2 separate regions of the Zea mays genome follow, and region 1 is linked to region 2. The links are chromatin contacts, called in public Hi-C maps. All regions are on one chromosome and are shown on one strand. The core of a region is the stretch at or near the end of the contact, and the rest is flanking DNA. Distances in the headings are between cores, read along the strand shown.

The links. Hi-C and Micro-C count contacts between places; a contact is called where the count stands out from the background.
Region 1: a Hi-C map of ear shows a contact between it and region 2, with 1.8 times the contacts expected there. The contact joins the promoter of LOC103647175 here to the promoter of LOC100193953 in region 2. A contact is called at or near these places in 2 of 25 Hi-C or Micro-C datasets (ear and endosperm).

Annotation. Positions count from the first base shown.
Region 1 is chr2:158,504,879-158,508,386 of Zm-B73-REFERENCE-NAM-5.0, forward strand. It overlaps LOC103647175 (SNF1-related protein kinase catalytic subunit alpha KIN10-like), which reads left to right and starts at 1,274. Exons shown (of 11, transcript NM_001301590.2): 1 at 1,274-1,566; 2 at 2,027-2,208; 3 at 2,858-3,042; 4 at 3,189-3,371; 5 at 3,483-3,508. The coding sequence starts at 2,034.
Region 2 is chr2:158,217,830-158,221,033 of Zm-B73-REFERENCE-NAM-5.0, forward strand. LOC100193953 reads right to left here and starts at 1,655. Exons shown (of 8, transcript NM_001359358.1): 1 at 1,463-1,655; 2 at 693-825; 3 at 49-137. The coding sequence starts at 1,549.

The DNA of each region.
Region 1 (3,508 bases), core at 24-2,523, 290 kb after region 2:
AACTTAACTATGTAAATAGTGGGAAACTGTGTTTGAGCAATCATATATACGATGTACTAGAGATAGCCTATACCCGTCCCTAATAGAGGAATTCTCCGCGGGGAATCGGTGATCAGGTCTCCATTGTTATCTCTAATCTCTATATAACCGAACAAGGCCTTAAGGAGTGTTTGGTTTCGCTCAATTTAAATTTAGTTTGAATGACAGTTATGAGTAATAAATATAGTCTAATTATAAAACAAATAACATAGATGAAGACTAAGCATGCAAAACGAATTTAGTAAACTTAACTAAGCTTGCATTACGTGACACGAATTAAACTTTAGTCAGAAAACCAAACATCCTCTTAGTGTCGTGTAGAGCCACCAACCCATATTAAAGACATCGAAATTAAAGACATCAATTTACAACAGACCATACAACCAAAACTAAAATTAAATACTTCAATCTTATTGTATAGTAAACCTGTGGTGATCAATTTCAAATGATACTGAATCGGTACTGATGTTTTGTCTTCTAATTTAAACTCCGTTAAAATGACGTTGGGTTCTGTTCCGTTGTATATCCGGACGCCTATAACGAATATTTTAAGCCTTCGAAAGTGGTTGCTGCTATCTAACTCAAGTTTAGTTCGTGTCAAATTAAACATTTGAATATCAATTTTGAGTATTAAATATAGACTTTATTAGATTTAATAAATTTGTCTAATATTTCAGTCTTTATTTTTATAATTATTTTTACAATTAGATTATATTTAATGTCAGTAGCAAAGGGTTCTACGTAGTTGAACACGAAGGAAAGCAACAAGTAGGTGGGAAAACGAACGAGGAGCTGCAACAGAAAGCTGGCTTGGGCCGTCGTGTATTTAGGCCCAGTAAGACATATGATCCATGTAAAGCCTGCGTAAGAGAGAAGAGAGGGTTTAACTACGTAGATGACGGCTAACGCTGATGACGGCAAGGTAAAGACACATGTTATTCGGTTATTCTTCGTATCTTTTTCTTCTTCCCCACGCTATCTTCCTCCTCTGAGCATAATAGCAGTAGTAGACGGCTAACGTTTAATATCCCATGATTATCATGCAAATATTTGATGTGTAGAGACTGAATTTTAGTCGGCGATATTGTGCTCGTATTTGTAGCTAAAATCAACGACCGCGACGAAACTGGCCAAATCGCAACAGGAACGCGCCGCCACAGTAACGGTAGCGCGCGAGAAACCCGTGCCGTCGCATCGACCCCGCAAAACGACATATCGATCGACTCCTCCCGTTGCGGCCGACCCCGCGGCCCCACCGCACCAGCGAGCCGCCCGCACGGGGAAGCACACGCATCTCCGCGCGCCACGGACGCCCGAGGCCTCCCGTCGCGGTGGTCGCTTTCGGCCCTGGACCCCGCTGCCGGAATCGAATCTCCTCCCCTCCTTTCTCCTCCGACCTCCCCCTTCCCCCCCTCCGCGGCTCCGCCCCGACCCGTGACGCCTCGCTTCGCACCCCTCTCGCATCTCCGCCGCATCTCCGCCGCGATCCTCCCGACTAGCCGCGACTGCCTCCCCTCCAGCGGCCAGGTAGGGGCTCCACCTCATCGTCGCCCTCCCATTTATCCACCTCCTACTCCTCCCCGATCTGGAGATTCGGCGATGCGCTTGGATTTCGGGCCATTGGTGCTACCTGTTTCGATCTGGAAGCGTGCGAGATGCGGTGTGTAGCTACCACACAGATCCGTGAGCTCTCGAGCGTTTGATTGCGTCCTGGTTGTTCAGGGGTTATCCTATTTCTAGACGTCAATCGGGTGGGGGGCGTGGGAAAGTGGAGTTAATTTCGGTGGAGATGTTCGTTTTTACTTAGAATTAGAATTCCCTATTACCAATTGGAAGTGCGGACACAATCTCAGATGGACGAACCAGCTGGATCTGGCCTGCTCAAATGGAACCGCGAGCTTTCATTGCGCCTGGTGTGATATGCATGTGAATTTCAGTGGTTTCCTTCGCGTTTCCTTAATCATATCTCGGTTTGTTTGGAACTTAGGCAGAGGATGGAGGGGGCAGGCAAGGATGGCAACCCGTTGAGGAATTATCGGATTGGCAAGACTCTCGGAATTGGCTCATTCGGGAAGGTGAAAATTGCGGAGCATATCAGCACTGGACACAAGGTGGCAATCAAGATTCTCAACCGCCGTAAAATCAGAGGCATGGAGATGGAAGAGAAAGGTTGGTGTCTCATCTAATGGATACTCGTGTTGCCCTGCTAAGCTTACTGATTGAATATAGAGTTTTGTATTGAATATACACAAACATTTTCCATGGTGATTTCACTTTTATCCATAGAGTAATTAATTTTTGAGGAATATGCTATTATCTGCTATAGTGGTATGTGTTAAGCTTCTATACCGCTGTTATAGTGATTGAATTTCTCTCGTGGCATACTTAGGGTTAGGGGTGGTAATGGACCACGATCCAAATGTTTCTTCACAATTCATTTGAGCCCTTAATTAATTTTAGATTAGATAAAAAATGAATAGAGATAAGAGTCCAATCCTAATCCGATCTTATCCTTAAATTTTATAGTGTAAAATTTAGAGCCCATGACCACCCTAGCCATATTATATGGCATGACACTTTATGTGCACAATTGCAACAGATACAAGCAAGTGGGCCACTGTTTTCTTGCTGTTCATCTGGAAGGACAAGATTGCACATTTCTTTGTAATGTTAGTTGGGACCAGTAATTAGAAACCTTTAGCTACTCACCCATTGCAATGATTTTCACTTGTCTTCTATATTTGCTATTACCATCTAGTTGCTTGGTGATTGTTTGAACATGTTGTCTGATCTTCTGCTTTTTTAAATCATTTTGCAGTTAAAAGAGAGATTAAGATATTGAGGTTATTTATGCATCCACATATTATCCGCCTCTATGAGGTTATAGACACACCGGCTGATATTTATGTTGTTATGGAGTATGTTAAGTGTGGGGAATTATTTGATTACATTGTTGAGAAAGGTAGGCTGCAGGAGGAAGAGGCTCGCCGTTTCTTCCAACAGGTGATACCATTTCTTTCTGTTTGTTTGTGCTACAATTATGATAAACTTAGGTTTACAAGAAGACAGCAAATCAAAACATCTGTGATATTCTTCTCAAGTGTGCTTGTATGTGATAGTATTCTCTTTCTTGCCCCCTCTTGATACAGATTATATCCGGTGTTGAATATTGCCATAGAAACATGGTGGTGCATCGTGATCTAAAGCCAGAAAACCTCCTATTGGATTCAAAATGCAATGTTAAGATTGCAGATTTTGGCTTAAGTAATGTTATGCGGGATGGTCATTTTCTGAAGACAAGTTGTGGTAGCCCAAATTATGCTGCTCCTGAGGTAAGCTTTCTATAATAGGTCAAAGATATAAAGAGGACCCATTAGATCAGTATGGCCGTATTTCCTACCCCTTTGTTGGCAGGCAGTACAGTATCCTTTTATTTTCTGCAGGTGATATCTGGTAAACTATATGCTGG
Region 2 (3,204 bases), core at 405-2,904:
TGCTTCCCGAAATGCAAAAAAGAAATATTAGGAATGGTCACCAGTTACCAGGTTACACTCTGGCAAGTAAACTTTCATTGTGTGACTTAATTGCGCCCACTCCAAGTATTCGCAAACAAGTGCAGTTAGTAACCTACCTGCAAGCAACAGAAATCCTAGAATGTAAAAATATTCCATGTTATGTGCAGCTTGCAAAACACATTGGTAAACTTAGTACTGAAAATCATTTAAGGTCAGCATAACAACCCTAAACATTTGAGATATCCTTGATGGGACTTAAAAACAACATAGACAATTAAACATTAACAACTAAATACATTAAGGGAATGCTTCTTTGAGTTGTCACTGGTACAGAAGCATTCAAATCAAAAGACTCATGCTAGTCATCAATCAGGAGAAAAAAAATGAGTATCTTTCAGGTTTAGTCCTAAATTGCTTGCTCAAACATGTCAGAATTTCCAGCGATGAAAAGATTATCATGCAGTAGAATATCAACCTTTGTCCTTCTGGAATATTTCAGAACTGTAGTATAAATTTTTATAGGTCAATATATGTGTGTATATGCATAGCCAGCATTAGAGACAAGCTTTCTCTCTCCCTCTCTTTTGTTTTGATAGCGAACCAGAGACAAGCTTTGGCTTCTGCGGGCATATTTGAAACAACCGATTAGTCAGCACATTCGAAAGGCAAACCTGAAGGTGAAGCATGCAGTTGCTTAGCCCGGTCATTACAGCTACCAAGCAAAGCAGGATTACCGCCATCATCATTCTCCATCACCCGATCCTCCTCTTCAATGGCTTCAAACACGCTTGCTCTTAGCTCAGCCTAGTCATGCAGCCAGAAACATCATCAAGAAAGGTGGCGGAAGCAGAAGTATGTGGCCATTATAACTATGTATTTATCCATGTTACACACAATCTTTTACAGCCCCCGCCCCACAACACACACACAAGAGAGCACTAAGAAGTGTAAGTACAGTAGTCACAACACAACACGAAATTTCCAGTAACGCAGACGTGTTTGCTCCTACTGTGCCAAGAATGAGCACACCAATTGGTGATGACAACTAGACCAACAAAATAATACGAGGTAAGTCTTTGCTTCAGCAATGTGAGAGCAATCTCATATGCTCCAAACGAGTTTTACCAAAATGAGCACACGAATTGGTAATGGCGACTAGAACAACAAACTGGACGAACGTGGTGAAAAAACTTTTCTTGAGCAATGCGTGAGCATTCTTCCATATTCCTAAACAAGAACCTACCCAACAGCCAAGGCGCTCAGAATGTGCACATTAGAAATTGGGGGAAAACATATGCGCGCATTTGGGGAAGGAAATTGCGGAAGCGAAGGTGTAGATCCCCAAACGGGAGGGCGGGAAAAGCTAGATCCTGGGGTGTGGGTGAGGCACCGGATCAATGAAGGGATGTGGAAATGAAGGAAAGAAGTGGTAAGTACGAACCCTAATCTTGGCGAGAACGCCCTTCTTCTCGAGGGTGCGGGTGACGAGCGTCTTCAGCTCCATCATCTCCCGGGCGTAGTCGTCCATCCCCGTCCGAAATGAAGCCTGGGGATGGCGAGCGGGAGCGCGGAGGAGCGGAAGAGGGAGCAGGAGCAGGTAGTTCTCCTCAAACAGCGAGAGAGAGGAGGGTGAAGGAAGATGGAGGAGCTCGAATTCGAAGATGGACACGAACGCGAGAGGTTGGGGAACGGGTTACAGGCTAGAGGTTGACTGACAGGTGGGTCCGACAACAGTACCTCTATCATGCAATGGGCATATATAAAATTTCATGATATTTAACCACACATGTAAAATATATGTAAAATCAAAATTATAGTAGTATGAATTAATCTAACATTTATTATCAACAATAGTCTTACTCTAGAGAATTTATAATCAATTGTCACCTACATATGTAAATTTGATCTCTTAACTCTGTGTTTGACCATGGGCAACTGCAAGTATAGGTGTACATTTGGGCCGCCCGGCCCGGTCCAAACTTGAAAAGGCCCATATTGTTTGAATTCCAGGCTAGCCCACGGCTCGGCCCGTAATTGCTTAAACGTGCCGGGCTCATTTCGGGCGGTCCGAAATTATAAAAGCCCGAAATTCACATCAAAGCCCGAAATTCAAAACAAATTTAATAAAACAAATAAAAGATAAGACAAATAAATTTGACAAAAGCAAACTTAATATTTGTATTAAGTTACCAGAGTTATGCAATGACTACCTCGTTTACAAATCATTTTGTTAAAAAGAAAAAGAGTATAATCAGCTCTATATAAAGTTCGCAAGTTCAGTTCATTATCTAATGTTCATAACAAAAATAAAATTATATCACATACTCTAATTCAAAGCTACAAAAAACATCTAACTAACATTATCTCTAGCTTTGTGTTCTTTATCAAATACATAAAAGTGTGGAATGAAGTATGATTTTAATAAATATGGGCATTTTGTGCCTCTATATGGGCCATTTCGTGCCTGCTTTAAACGGGTCGTGCTCGTGCCCGCCCATGTATAGGTGTACATTCGGGTCGTCCGGCCCGGCCTGGCCCAAGCCCGAAAAGGCCCAGCACGTTTAATTTCGGGCCGGCCCAGCCCAGTATTAAATTCAGGTCGTGCTGTGCCAGCCCACGGGCCGACCCCTCGGCCCACGGCCCGGCCCGTATTCAGCTAAACGTGTCGGGCTTTAAACAGGCGGCCCAAAAATAGTAAAGGCTCGAAATACAAAATTGGCCCGAAATACACATTTGGGCCCGAAAAACAAAACCGAGCCCAGAATACATAATTGAGCCCAGAATACAGAATCGAGCCCGAAATACACAAAAGCCTAAAATTGGAAACATACAATCAAATATGATCAGCAAACCAACAAAATAGAAGACAAACAATTTTTGACCAAAACAAACTTAATATTATTAGAGCTGTGCAATGACTGCCTCATTAAAAAACCCTTTGGTCAGAAGGGAAAAAGATTGCAGTTGTATTAGCTGATGCATTGTCCAAAGTGATGGAAAATACCTTATCAGACAATCCAAAATCAGCAATAACAGCTTTAACACGATCTGCAATATTAGCCCCATTATGAAACATCAATCAACCTCATACCAATTACCCTCTTTTCCAAAACCCAATCAACATTAACATAATGAGCAACCACACTAATATAATCTTCCTTAGCATTTCCAGACCAAATATCA